Regions from separate parts of the Mus musculus genome. Here region 1 is linked to region 2. Evidence: chromatin contacts called from public HiCAR-type data. All regions are on one chromosome and are shown on one strand. The core of a region is the stretch at or near the end of the contact, and the rest is flanking DNA. Distances in the headings are between cores, read along the strand shown. Region 1 holds the start of Cep164 (centrosomal protein 164). Region 2 holds the start of Ift46 (intraflagellar transport 46).

Region 1 (3,036 bases), core at 283-2,782, 1.1 Mb after region 2:
TATGTGAGTATGTGAGTGTGTGTGTGTCTGTGTACGTGTGTGTGAGTGTGTGTGTATCTGTGTATATGTGAGTATGTGAGTGTGTGTGTGTCTGTGTATGTGTGTGTGAGTGTGTGTGTGTATCTGTGTATATGTGAGTATTCGAGTGTGGGAGGGGGGAAGGGATGAGGGGGAGGGGAGGGGGGAGCACAAGCACAGCAAATGTGCTTGATGGGGTAAGGATTAATTATAACAACAAAAACTTGGACTAACCACACACTTCCCGGAACACTTGTATGCGGCAGAACTGTACCAAGGGCTTTATTCGCCACCATCCCACCCCAGCCTCTCAGCTAGAGGTTTACTATCCCCACTTATCAAATACAGAGACTGCTTGAATGAAGGACAAGGAGCAGCGAGTCCGGGCTTGCGAGGGCTTTAGCTGTATACAGGACTTCATAAGGGGCTGCCATGGGAATTTCATAAAGAAAGTTGGAGGTGGTGAGAGTTACCGTTCGGAAAGGTGACTGACAGCTGCACAAGAACCAATCAAAAAGGGGACAAAATCAGAGGCAGTTATTCTGAAAGCGCAGCCAAGAAATTATGAACCAAGCCAGTGGCTACCTGAATGAAAAGCGGCTAATCCTGAGGGCAGGAGAATAGCAGGGTCTCGCAGCTAGGTGAAGGAAGAGAAGAGAGAAAGCAGAGAGGATTTCAGCCAGTCCACTGTGATTTTAGGCCAAGAAGCCGACTGCCAAGAAATCTGAAGCATGCCAGATGACTACTGCAGACAGCGGAATGAATTCTCAGCGTAGAGTGGGCTAAGTGACTGAGGAAGTTCTCCATTGAGACAAGAAACATGGGAGACATTGATAGAAGGTCCGGGGGGGGGGGCGGCGGGGGGGGGGTGCGGGTTGGAGATGATCCGCAAGCACATCTAAGCTCGAGTAAGGTATCTGGCTAGGCAGCAAGTACTTCCCAGAGCAACCGGTAACTGGAGGCTCTAGTCGCAATCCAGAGATGGAGTGCAGAGAAAAGCATGCAGGGGCCTGCAGAGGGCTGAGCTGGCAGACGCGCGAGGGCGAGTCACCGAGGCCAAGAAGAGGGCAGCGGTTCCGGGCGTAGATTCCTGAATCAGTGCAAAGAAAACCCCAAACCTCCTCTCTTGCCCAGCTGGCCGAAAGATGCCATGCGCTTGGCTGAACTTGGGATAGCCCAGGAATGGGCTGGGCAATGGCGGTAGGGTGTAGATTCAGGAGAGGCTAGAAAGCCAGGCCCCGCACGCCGGAGGGCTCTTCTCTCCCAGCTTAGTTCCCGCGCAGCAACACCTCACAACGCTTCAGCTCCCTGCAAACTCCTGCCACGCCACCAAGCCTGGCTCCGAGATCTCACCTGTCCCCGATCCGGGGTTTCCGGGAGGATGGCTCTGCGCCTCCTCCCCAGCACCACCCCGGCCCCCCACCTTCCAGGGACGCCGGGGTGTCCGGCTCCCCGCTTCCAGGGACGCCGGGGTGTTGCCCTGCAGCGACCAGCAACCACTTCCGGAAAGGCACTGGCCTAGCAACTGAGAGGCCCGCCTCTACCAAGAGCCAATAGGTCGCTGACTGAGAGCGTTGGCATTGGATTGGTTGAAGTTCCCCCACGAGGCTTTGCCCGTTGCATCCTGAAAGTTGTAGTTCAAAATAGTGAATAAGCACAATCCCACTCCCACCACAAAGAGGTTAAAAGAGAGACCTGAAGGTAGATAAGAGAATTTCTCCCGCGGACGAAAGGAAGCATTCATAATATTAATAATAATCTACTATTACTATTAATTAAGCAAAATTAACAATCATTTATAGACCATCATTTTGTAAAGGTCGAGTAAAATCACGCGAACAACAGTGATTATCAGTGGTCAACCTATTGATTGGGCCCTTAATAAAAGAACTATGAAGGGGTTGGAGAGATGACTCGGTTGTCAAGAGAGCTGCCTACTAACTTTTTCCTTTTAATGTATTATACGTGGACCGGGATCTGATAACACAAGCCCTTAATGCCACCACTTGGGGCACAAAGCAGACAGATCTCTGTGCGTTTGAGACTAGCCTGGTCTATATAGTGAGTTTCAAGCCAGCTGGGACTACACAGTGAGACCCTGTCTCAAAAAAAATTTTAAGTGTGTGGATGTTTTGTCTACATTATACCTGATAGTCATGGAGGCCAGAAGAGGGCACTGCATCCCCTGAAACTGGAGTTGTAAGCAGTTGTGCGCCACCTTGTGGGTGCTAGAAACCAAACCTAGGTCGTCTGCAAGAACAACAGTGCTCTCAACGGCTGAACCATCATCTCTCCCACTCTACTATTGTAAATTTAAAACCGAGTCCTGCGCCGCTAGAGTCTAAGCCGACAAGGAGAAATTGCGAGTGTTGTTACTAGGGATCTCAAACCAGACATCAGGATGTGTTTCTCATGTTTAACGTCAAATCTTTCTGCAATTCCTTTATTCTCACCACAGATGGGGAAAAAAATCACTGCTCCTCATTATCATCACAATCTTTAAAAGTGTCCCCAAGGGGCCACTGGACCAGACATAGAAGAGATGCCATATCATGACTATATCAGACATAACTAAACACTGCCCATAGCTTCCTATACACAAGACTTGCCATCTGAGGCTGTAGAACCAGCTCAGCAGCTGCCAACACCTGCTGCTCTGCGGGAGGACCAGAGTCTGATTCCCAGCAAGCACGAGGCAGCTCACAACCAGCAGAAACTCTAGTTCCAGAGGATCCAACACCTCTTCTGGCTTCTACCCACACCAGGCAAACACATGTGAACACAGACATGTGGTACACAGACATACCTGCAGGCAAAACACTGGAACACATAAAAGAATAAAATATTTTTTGAAAAAAGCAGCTAGATAGTGGTGACTGAACCACACTGAATCCCAAAGCCTTTATTCCCAACATCCAGAAGGCAGAGACAGTCATATCTTTGTGGGTTCAAGTCCAGCCAGGTCTACAAAATAAGTTCCAAGACTGTCAGGCTGTAACACAGAATAACCCTGTCAGG
Region 2 (3,362 bases), core at 471-2,970:
GGAAGAGCAGTCAGGTACTCTTACCCACTGAGCCATCTCACCAGCCCCAAGTTGTTTGTTTTAAAAGGTTGAGAATCTAGAAATGCTAGGACTTGAATATTTTGTAATGTACACATGTATAGAAACAACACAAAATGCCCCATAACTCTGTACAATTTTTAGGTATCGATTTTCTTTTTTAAAGAAGCACGTATGAGTCTCTCATTTTTCTTTTTCTGAGTTGGGATTGTAGGTCTGAACACTATAGGTTAGTGCCCTGCTGCATGTACATCTGCAGGCCAGAAGAGGGCATCAAATCCCTCTCATAGAGGGTTGTGAGCGACGATGTGGGTGCTGGGAATTGAACTCAGGACCTCTGCAAGAATAGACAGTGTGCTTTTCTTTTTTTTTTCTTTTTTTCTTTTATTATTTTGGGGGGTGGTGTGGCCTCCAGATAGGGTTTCTTTGTGTATAACCATGACTTTCCTGGAACTCGCTTTGTAGATGAGACTGGCCTAGAATTCAGAGATCCGTCTGCCTTTCCCTCCTCAGTGCTGGGATTAAAGGCATGTGCCACTGAAAGACCCACAACATGAGGACTCCCCCACGTTCTGACTCAGGAGAGGCGACACCCCAAAATCACCAACGAGAAAACGGTCTTGTTGCAAATTGCAAGAGGATTTTTATTCAAGAGTGCTCTCGGGCCCACGGTCATACACCACGCAGGGGTAGAGGACTGTGGCGCCCCGAGTAGCTGAGTAAGGGGGTATTTAAAGGAGAAAAACCACAACTCAAGGAGGTGGGAAGGGCGTTGTTGGAAAATACCAAAAATACCAGGTAAGAGTCACAAGGAAGTACAAAGTCACAGGTGTCACAAGGAATACCTGGTAATTGTTAACTCTCAAGACAGTTTCTAAGAGCCCCTAACAATAGCACATTTGCATTGCAGCTTCCGGTAATGGTCAGGGTGACTTTCTTTGAATGAATACTCCTTGAACTCAGGAAGTGGGTGGGTGGAGGAATGTCACTATCTGTTTTATGATTAGCATACCTTGGAGCACTGAGTTTACTACTCTTTCACCACCACGCCCAGCTGTGTTATTTTTTATTTTATTTTATTATTATTATTTTTTATCAATTTTGAAACTGGACCTCAATAGCCCAGGCTGGCCTCAAATTTACCAAGTTACTTACTGAGTCTGATCTTGAACTTCTAATCCTTCTACCTCCACCTCCAAAGCGCTAGGATAGCAGTTATGCACCAGCTTGCCTGACTCATAGTTTTCTTTAGCAAGTAAAAACACAGGACACAGATAAATCCTAATCTCAGATGAAGGAAGAGAAAGTATGCTCCTGTGACATAGGGTATCGCGAGGAAAAGGGCTATCGCGCCACAGAGATGCTATAAAAGGGCTTTTAAACATGCTTGGACTTTTCCTTGAAGAGTGTCTAAACTGTGGATTAGGCCTATCTAGGAGAGACTGTAGGCCAAATGAGCCTTGTCTTTGAGATGACAGTTTCTAGTTGGAGAAAAGAAATCCACTAGCCTGGCCTTCCACCTTTGGCCACTAGATGTCACAACCGACTCAGTTGCGGAAACCATAGATAAGCGGGCTGCTAGACCGCCTAGTGCCCGGGGCCGCTCTATCCCAGCGCCGCGTCTCTGCTTCCGCCACCACCGGCCGCAGCAGAGGGGCGGGGTGGCGGCGCAGTGGCGGGGCACGTCTCGCGATCGTTCCTTCAGACTCTCGCTTTGTTTTGATTTATTTATCTTTTTCCCTAACGACTGACAACAGGCGGCTTGTTGCACTTAGGGATCCTTGAAGTGGCTGGGCCTGAGAGTGAGACCCCAGTCCTCGGCTGGGGTTCTTTCCAAATAGAAGAAACGGATCCAGAGGGGCTACAGGTAATTGGTGCTCCCGCCAGCGTTCTTTGCTCTCTGCGCCCCACCAACTGCCCTGGATCCTTGACTCTCCGAGAACCCGGTGGGATCCTATCTTCAAAACGGGCGGAAGTAGAGGTGATGCTCTGAGGATTAGTGGATGGGGCCGAGGCTGGAATTTGCCTTCTCTCAGGACCATCCTGTCCCATCCCCATACCCTCCACCTCTGGCAGAAGCCTCAACAGCTGTGCGAAAACTGACCAAACCTGAGACGGACGGCCGGCCGCAGTCTGGCTGTGCATGCTGTGCTTCCCTGCCTGCATCTTATGTAGAGCTTTTGGGTTGCTGCTGGGAAGGGTTGGATACCGTTTTCCACTGCACTTCTCTTGGCACCCAGCCAATGCTAGCTAAATAATGCTCTTGGGTCAGGAAACTTTCCTTTGGGGGAAAGCTTGGATCGGGGTGAATGCATCTCTGCACCGAGGCTGGATGTATATCCCATGATAGGAGCTATGTAATCGTATTTCCTTTTGCTTAGACCAAAATTGTTGAGAACCAGACATACGATGAGCGTCTAGAGATTAACGACTCGGAAGAGGTTGCCAGTATTAGCACTCCAACCCCAGGACAGCAAGGTAAGAGAAGATGAGAGACAAAAAAAAGGGAGGTGATTTTCAAACAAGTGGCGCAGATAGGATTCAGGTTGTATTCAGCAAGCTCTTAGCAAGTGTTGACCTCCTGCTTTAACTTGGCGCTGATTTTGCTTTCTCACTAGTTGAGGGAGAAACCAGTCCATCAGATTTTGGGATCTTTGAGTGCAAACTTATCCCCTGTCATTTTTAACTCGCTGTTACTGCTAGTAGATTCTGGCACAGGTTCGCTGTGTTTTGGGTTTTTTTAATTTTTTAATTTAATTTAATTTAAATTTAATTTAATTTAATTTTTAAATTACTATTTTAGAAATGTTTATGTGTATGTATGTTATTTGCTTGCATGTTTTTCTGTGAACCACCTGCCTGCCTGGTGCCCTCAGAGACCAGAAGAGGATGTTGTCAGATCTCCTTGAACTGGAGTTACACATGGTAATGAGCTGCTCTAGTGTGGGTGCTGGGAACTGAACCCTGGGTCCTCTGGAAGATCAGCCAGTGCTCTCAATCGTTGAGCCATCTCTCCAGCCTGGCTCACTGTGCTTTTGTTTCTAACAATTCATTAAGATGCTTCATCACTTGCCCTTAACTTGCCATCCCAGCTTTAATCGAAACAGAGTTTTATCAGAAGACTTGATGCCATTCATTTATTCACCTAACCTTTTTTTCTTTCTTTCTTTCTTTTTTTTTTTTTGTTTTTTTTGTTTTTTTGAGACAGGGTTCCTCTGCATAGCCCTGGCTGTCCTGGAACTCACTTTGTAGACCAGGCTGGTCTCGAACTCAGAAATCCGCCTGCCTCTGCCTCCCAAGTGCTGGGGTTAATGGCGTGCGCCACCACGCCCAGCCCTCACCTA

What was found. HiCAR-type assays count read pairs that join an accessible place to other places.
Region 1: a contact with region 2 is called in a HiCAR-type map of astrocytes, with 3 times the contacts expected there. The contact joins the promoter of Cep164 here to the promoter of Ift46 in region 2. A contact is called at or near these places in 1 of 39 promoter capture datasets (hippocampal neurons) and 1 of 115 datasets of contacts at active chromatin or transcription factors (astrocytes).

The regions. Positions count from the first base shown.
Region 1 is chr9:45,827,131-45,830,166 of GRCm38.p6, forward strand. Cep164 (centrosomal protein 164) reads right to left here and starts at 1,533. Exons shown (of 30, transcript NM_001081373.3): 1 at 1,372-1,533.
Region 2 is chr9:44,771,289-44,774,650 of GRCm38.p6, forward strand. Ift46 (intraflagellar transport 46) reads left to right here and starts at 1,721. Exons shown (of 12, transcript NM_023831.3): 1 at 1,721-1,885; 2 at 2,400-2,496.